Linked DNA regions of Arachis hypogaea: region 2 is linked to region 1. The links are chromatin contacts, called in public Hi-C maps. All regions are on one chromosome and are shown on one strand. The core of a region is the stretch at or near the end of the contact, and the rest is flanking DNA. Distances in the headings are between cores, read along the strand shown.

Region 1 (3,794 bases), core at 614-3,113:
TGCGTTTTTTACGCAAAAAAACTATGTTTTTCTACTTGAAAAAATCTTCTGAATCCAAATATCATCGTTAAATCTTCAAATTATGATTGTTAAATTTTCCAACCCTTATTACTCATATTTAATTAATTACTTATTTAACTATAGTTTTGACCGGGTTTTACAATGATTGTCCCGATTTTTTCAGGCCTCAACAAAATTAAAAAACTATCCAGTCCCGTAACCCGATCGACGCAAAAATAATCCCTACTCATATCCATTACACAATTCACATTATCACATCAGCCTTCACCCCTTACATCCACGAAGTCACTGCCTTTGCTCTTTCCGTCACACACACTAACCCATAACGCCCAGCGTCGTCGCGCCTCGCCGTCGCACCTCTCCCCTTCGTGGCTCTATCACAATCTCGCACACATCCTCGCAGGCTCGCATCCCGCCGTTGCGCCTCTCCGTCGCTAGCTCGCACCCTCTCTGTCGCTACTGCTCCTGTGTCGTGGATATCTATGTATGTATCTTCCTGGTACTGTGAAAGCTATAGCTGAGGTTTGTGTTTTATGCAAAATGTGGCCACATGATCGAGTCCATGCATGTCTATCAATTTGCAAGCTTTAGTCTTCATCTCTATTCTCCTTCAAAACCAAACCTGTGATTCTCACTTTTGGAATCTCAACTCTCCCAATATTTCTTTTCTCTCAATATCCTTCTTACTCATCACATCTCTTTGATTTCATAATTTTTAATATTTACTTTCTAACCCGTAATCTATAGATGTAAATCTTTATTGTACATGTTTTTTTTATTTTGTTTCTTAATTTAATATGATTTAAACTAAATTTACTTTTGTAATAATAATTTTTTTTATTTCCTAGGTGAAAGGGGGTTAGTAGCTAGTCTAAAGGGGAAATGAGTTGATGAATTATTTTTTTGTTTGTTAACTTTTATAATATAGTGTAGAGTAAAATATTTTTTCGGTTCTATCTTTTTTTATTAGATGCATGAGCTCTTTTGTGTTGCAAAGGATGACAAAAAATATTTATGTGTGACATAATTTGTATAATTTGGCTTTCATCAGTCTTACATAAATGATAATAATTTGATTGAAATCTCTGCAATATCATTTTGATTATGGTAGATAAAGAGTCTCAATTCAATGTTATCATCCATATAGAACAGGTGAATACTAGGTCATACAAGTTAACGTCACATGTAAGCATTTTACACCTTTTTTTATTTTGGAGATTTTGATAGAAAGGCTTATGTGTATAGCAAAAAAGGAGAATAGGAGAGCGAATTATCATTTTTCAATCGTTAAGGTGTAAGTTGTCTAAATTAAAAAAAGATAAGGAGTAAAGAGGGGCGGCAAAATGAGTCAAACTCGCCGAGCCAACCCACTAAAAAGGCAAATCAGGTTAGAATATAAAATTCGCCAAATAAAAAATCTGTCAAACCTGCACCGCCATTCGCGAGTTTTGGCAGGGCGGAGCAGGCCCATTGAATGAAAGATAATTTTATTTTAGTTTTTTTATAAAATAAAAGAGTGATTAGTACGTACTACAAAAATTATTAATTATATAATTTTTAAACATATTTTTTAATTATTAATTTTATTTATTTTATCTTATATTTTCATATATATATATATATAAATTATGTGACTTATTTTTTAAAATAAAAATATTTTTATTAAAAGATATTATTTTAAATAATTTTATTAAAGTTAAAAATTAAAAAATAATAAAAAATTATATTATAACTTAATTATTTTTATTTAAATTTTTTATTATTATTTTTTAATTAATTTTATTAATTTTTTTGAAAAAAATTAAGCAGACTAAGTCTACCGAGTCACCATACAATAAAATAGACTAGTATTCTGACTTTTGAGCCCAACGGCCTTGATAGAGCGAGACGGGTTACTAGCTTTGCCACCACTACTATGAGCTAGCACTGCTTGACAATGGATTTTGGGGCCTACACCAACTATACTAATGCGTGCATGACAAGGAAAAATAAAAATATCATGACTAATCAGAAAGCCGCTACCGTGGAAGCTGTGTTTAAATCATAGTTCTAAAAAATATCATCACTAATCATAAACCCCGCCCCCTCTTTTCTCTTCTCTCTCAAACGGAACCCTAGCAGCAGGAGCAGCCAGCGCCCCAGTCCCGCTGTTGCCGATCCTCTTCTCCTCGCGTCGCCAGAAGGTCTGCTCTGAGCTGCTGTTGGCGTCGAAATCTCTGTCCTCGTCGTCAAACCCGCCTCTGTCCTCGTTGTCGTCGGCCGCCCTGAACTCGTGTCTCCGTCCTCGTCGTCGAGCCCTCTCCCCCCCTCTCTCTCTCTCTCGTCAAGCCTCTGTCTTCGAGCCCCCTTCTCTCTGTCCGAGCTCACTTTCCTTCTCCATCGCCGTTACTTTCCTTCCTTCCTCGACGCCGTAAGCAAAGCTGCTGATTTTGTTAATTTTACTGTTCTGAGTTGCTGATTTTTCTGTATTTGTTCATTTTTGCTTATTTTGTTAAATTTTGATGGATGATGGTTATGGGTTTTTTTTTGTTAAATTTTCTAAAATAATTTTGTCATTATGTTGTTGCTGATTTTTTGGAATAGTGTTTGTCGCTGATTTTCTGGAATAATGTTGTTGCTGTTTTGTTAAATTTTGTGATGATTATGATTTGTTGCTGTTTCTGAAATAATATTGGAACCTTTACTGGTGATTATGATTTATGATGATGATATTATGATAAGTGTCTTCGTTTAGATGAAAATTTATTTGTTAATGTTTTTTTGTGGTAAAATATTATGTGCTGTCATTTACGTATGTTTTTATTTTCTTTTAGTTATAAATTATATATTAAATTTTTAATAATTTTATCTTATATTTAATTAAGTCGGCTGAATTTTGGTTGAATTTTGGTTGAATTCATTAAATTATTGAACCAATCATTCTATTTGATTATTGACTGGGTCGACTTTTGCAACCTTGGTTTAGAATTTATTTGGGTAAGCTTTTAAAAAAAAAGATTTTTTTTTTTTCGAGTTATCTTTTTTTAAAGGTCTTATAGAAAAATAAAAATAATTTTATGTTTGAGTATCTCATACAAAAAGATATTTTTATTTATCAATTATGTTTAAGTATAATAATATAAAAATATTTTTTTGTTTATTTATTACATAAAAATATTTTTTTTTAAAAAAAAAATTTAAATTATAAATTACAATTTTTTAAAAAAGATATTTTTATTTTTTAAATATTTTTATTTTTACTATTAAAAATTTGTTAAACACACTTAAAAAATAAAAAAAGATATTTTTTATTAAAAAAAAGATTTTTTTATCAAGATATTGCCCCAAACAAGCCCTTAAATAGCTATCGCGTTTGCAATTAAAAAATCAAAAATCAAATACCAAGTACCCAATAGCGGTGCCCTACCCTCCACCTCTTCCGCCACCTTCCACTGTTTAGGTAAACCATAACCACCCCTGCGCTCTTCTTTGCTTATTTTGGAGCTTCGCGTGTGAAGTTATAATATTTTCTTGTTTTGTTATAGCTAGATAATCATAGCCTGGTTGTTGTTGTTGTTCTTCTTCTTCCCTATGTTTGTGAATGGATTATTTTTCATTTGAACTTTATGTATATGAAATATGAATATCTGGTGGTTGGTGCTTAGTAGTAGGTTTAATTTGTGAATGTTCCAGCTGCTATTCAATACAAGCTTGTTGATCTTGTTGGATTGGTTTGGTCTCTAGTTAAAGTAGCTGATATGAAATAAAATCATCAATAGTTGTTGTTGTTCTAG
Region 2 (3,794 bases), core at 798-3,297, 330 kb before region 1:
AGACGGGGTCAAAGCGAACCCGGCTTCATCCAATCCATGTGCACCCTAAGGGAACTAAAAAAGATATATATATATATATATATATATATATATATATATATATATATATATATTAAATTAATTTTAATATTATGTTATATTAATTATAAATTTATTGTTTTATTTTTAATCACACTTGTTGAATTAGAAAATAGATCAAAGAAGCATTAAATTATAATTTATGGACAAATTCAAGTTCAAATATGGATATCAACTTTTCGGTAACAAGTTTCTTCTTTATAAATAAGTGCATCATAAAGTTTCTTTATAAATTATTGTTAAAACTTTAAAGACCCGGTTTTCACCCGATTTGAACCCAGTATAGTTGTGGCCCGAAAATGTTTAGGTTTTATTGGGTCTAAAGTCGGGTTATGGTCTAAAAAATAAATCCGGTATATATTTAGAGTCGGGTCTGGGTCAGGACAAATCCAGTTTTACCCGACCCATGAACACCCCTAAATACAGCTAGGGCTTGACGCACCCCCGCTAAATCAGTTCAAAAGGTATATTCTCTTTAGACGTTGGGGTTTACTAAGGATGGTAAACAGGAAGTTGGCCTGATATTTTCGATATTTTAAGAATGAGAAATTATATATCTCTCCTCTCTATTTGTAAATTTTTTTAATTTATTTTAAATTTCTTGCGTTATACTAACGTTAATTTTATTTATTTTTTAAAAAAATTATTTTTATAAAAATATCTTTTAGTAAAATTTTATTTTTTTGTGATTAAATTATATTTATCAAAAAAAAATTTAATAATTTTTTTATTGATTAAATTGTATTTTTATTAAAATTTTTTTTTAAAAAAATTTAATGATTAAATTATATTTTTATAAGATATTATTTTTTTTAATGATCAAATTATTTTTTTCAAAAACACAAATGACAATCATTTTGCTTCTGAAGGTTGTCTTTGGAGGATCACGGTGACTTCTAAAGGTTGTTCATGCTTCTCCTTTTATACATGGCTTTTTTTAAAAGATTTTTCTAAATTTTTTTAAAAATATTTTAGTATAAATACAATTTAATCAATAGTGTTAAAGGGTATTTTGAAAAATAAAATTTAATCACAAATAAATAAAATTTTTATTAAAGGGTATTTTTGTAAAAATAATTTATTTTTTTTAAAAAATAGGTAAAATTAACGTTAGTCAGAACAGCAAAAAACCCAATAATGCTTTTCAAATTCAGTGAAAAGCATAATTTATCATTAAATTTTGAAAATTTAGGCCTTTGTTTTAATTTGTTTTGCAGTTAGAGTTTGTTAGAAGATTTGTTTAGATTTGATTTGTTTAGTAGTATTTTTTTTTAAATTTAAAATTTAAATCAAATCTGATCTAATCCATTAAAGATCAAATCTGATTTAAATTTCAAAATCTTATCTTATCTTTTTTAGTTTTTTAGGGGCCTATTTAAACACCTTTGGTGGACCATTTACATAACTTTTGATGAATAAATTTTTCATTGCTTTTAGCATGTTTTTATTGTGTGATTAAGTAAAGTGAGTGATTTACTTTGCTTGATGCATGAAGAAGATTGAAAGATTTAACACTAAGGTAATTTGTGTGGTGGTTTCGTTCAGTTTTCATCCTTTTGATCTAGGTTGTCAAGGACAGGTTCTTTGAAAGTCTAACGGGAGTTAAAATATGTTAGGGAGTTGAGTTTTGTGATCCATGTCATTCCTTCATCCCATCCAATGTCATTTGCGGGTAAAAGAAGAAAAATTAAATAAGAAATATTTCATAAATCATTCCTTGTGTATTTACTCACGAATAATCACAGTAAGATGAAGTGTGAGAGTCAAGATAATCAGGCGATGTGTCTGATACTAAATAAGTAAACTAAAAATGAATCCTTAGTCATCCTATCATTACTAAAAGAAACAGAAAAGTCAAAGAAATACATAGATTTCTATTAGGCAACAATATAATGTGTTTGTCGCAAGTTTTTAGAATATCTAACAGATTTTTATTTCTTGGGTTTGTGGGGCTGCATATTATTCCCTAAGCTCTTTATTATTTGTCACTCAATTTTTTTTTTAGAATATCAATAGATTTCTATCTCTTGAGCTTGTGTGGCTGCATGTTATTCCCTCGACTCTTTATTATTTGTCAGTCATTTTTCTTTGCATTATTTGTTGTTGAAGTATCATTATGCTTTTAATTTATAAAAGTATTGAATTACATTCTACTATTCTATCTCTTCATTAGTGATTCTAAGTTTATTAATGCAAAGAGAAAAAAAAAGAATGAATTAAGTATTGATTAATGCTTTTAATCAGTATAAATGCAGGGACACAAGAAATGGATTACTGGGATATCTGGGAACCTGACCATCTTAGTGCTCGTTGCCGTGGTTTTACAAGTGCCAGCAAAAATAGGACGCTCGTATGTGTTTGTAAACTTGCCGGAATAATTCTCGGATGAGAACGATACTAAGTGGCTATTGTCTTTTGATATGGTAACATCTAAACCTAATTATTAAACTGTCTTTTTTAATTAGTTAAAAATAAAGTCTAATTGAAAATTTTATTTTCCAATTCAATTTAATCTTGCCATTAACCCTAATTTTCAGATATGCACTCTTATTCCCCTCAAACCGGTAGCATTTATGTTGTAGACCCTAGCTTCCTCTGTGGTGTCGAAGGTTTCGAACCAAAGACAAATATTTTGTTTGGGATCGTAAATCTTCACCGCCCATTTTTCCCATGAATGTTGTCTAATTCCTTTGTAAAACTTCTTCCCCTGTCTCTTTACAGGGGGCTTGTCGTTGTCCGGATCTTGTTTCCTAAGGTAGCGTTTGAAAGAGAGATAGAGACTGAGAAACAGAGACTGAACTAAGTCCCAATATTGTGTTTTGTGTAAAGTGAGAGAGAGAGAGAGATTGAAATAAAAATGAAGTTCTAATTTAATTTGCACAAAGAATGAAGTTAGAATTAATTAATTGAAATGGGGATATTTTAGGTATAAAATTTTATGTTTCAGTCTCCGTCCTTAAAAATTTCAGTCACCTGTGTCCTCACTTTTTGAAAGTACTAAAATATTAAAATTTTGGGGAGAGAGACAGAAATTTTAGTATCAGTCTCTGGGCCAACAAACAAGATGCTGAGTTTCAGTCTCTCGGTCTCCGTCCCAGTACCTCAAAACAAACGCTACCTAAAAGCTTGTTTGGAAACCATTTAACATGAGAAAATAATTCTATTTCCTTTAAGAAAAGAATTCATTTCTATTTGAAACTCAATTTCATGATTTCAAATGATTATAATATATTAATAGAATAGACTTTAAGTTTGAAGAGTGTGAGAGTTAATTTAGAAATCAGACCCCTTTTGGTCTGATTTACAAATGAAGAAAAAATAAGAATTGAATTTCTCAAAGGAATGTAAACCATTTATTTTTAATTGTTCCAAAACAAGAAAAAGAATTCAATTCTTGAGTGAATTCTAATTCCAAATATTTCAAACAAGTTCTAATTGTTTGATAAAACACCATTTTCAAAAACTCCAACCAACAAAGGAAGGAAAGAAAGGAAAAAGATGAGAAGAGCAAAGAAGATTTGTTGAGAGTGGGTGTATTTTGGAGATGACGATGAGCAAAATTGAAGTAAAGTCAATGTGTTGGACTAGATTTCAGAGACAGTAAACTAACGAGAACGGTTACGGGAGATAAACTCAGCGATTATGGCACCACCACACATGCTTAGCTTCATGTGTTTGGTCCTGCTGAACGTTATTGTTTGCGTTATGCATATGAA

The links. A called contact is a pair of places that touch in the nucleus more often than the background predicts.
Region 2: a Hi-C map of leaf shows a contact between it and region 1, with 2.4 times the contacts expected there. The contact joins the promoter of LOC112775788 here to the promoter of LOC112775796 in region 1. A contact is called at or near these places in 2 of 8 Hi-C or Micro-C datasets (leaf and an unstated tissue).

Annotation. Positions count from the first base shown.
Region 1 is chr19:108,236,606-108,240,399 of arahy.Tifrunner.gnm2.J5K5, reverse strand. It overlaps LOC112775796 (eukaryotic translation initiation factor 6-2), which reads left to right and starts at 1,863. Exons shown (of 8, transcript XM_025819647.2): 1 at 1,863-2,431.
Region 2 is chr19:108,564,334-108,568,127 of arahy.Tifrunner.gnm2.J5K5, reverse strand. LOC112775788 (notchless protein homolog) reads left to right here and starts at 2,047. Exons shown (of 16, transcript XM_072227162.1): 1 at 2,047-2,151; 2 at 2,323-2,501.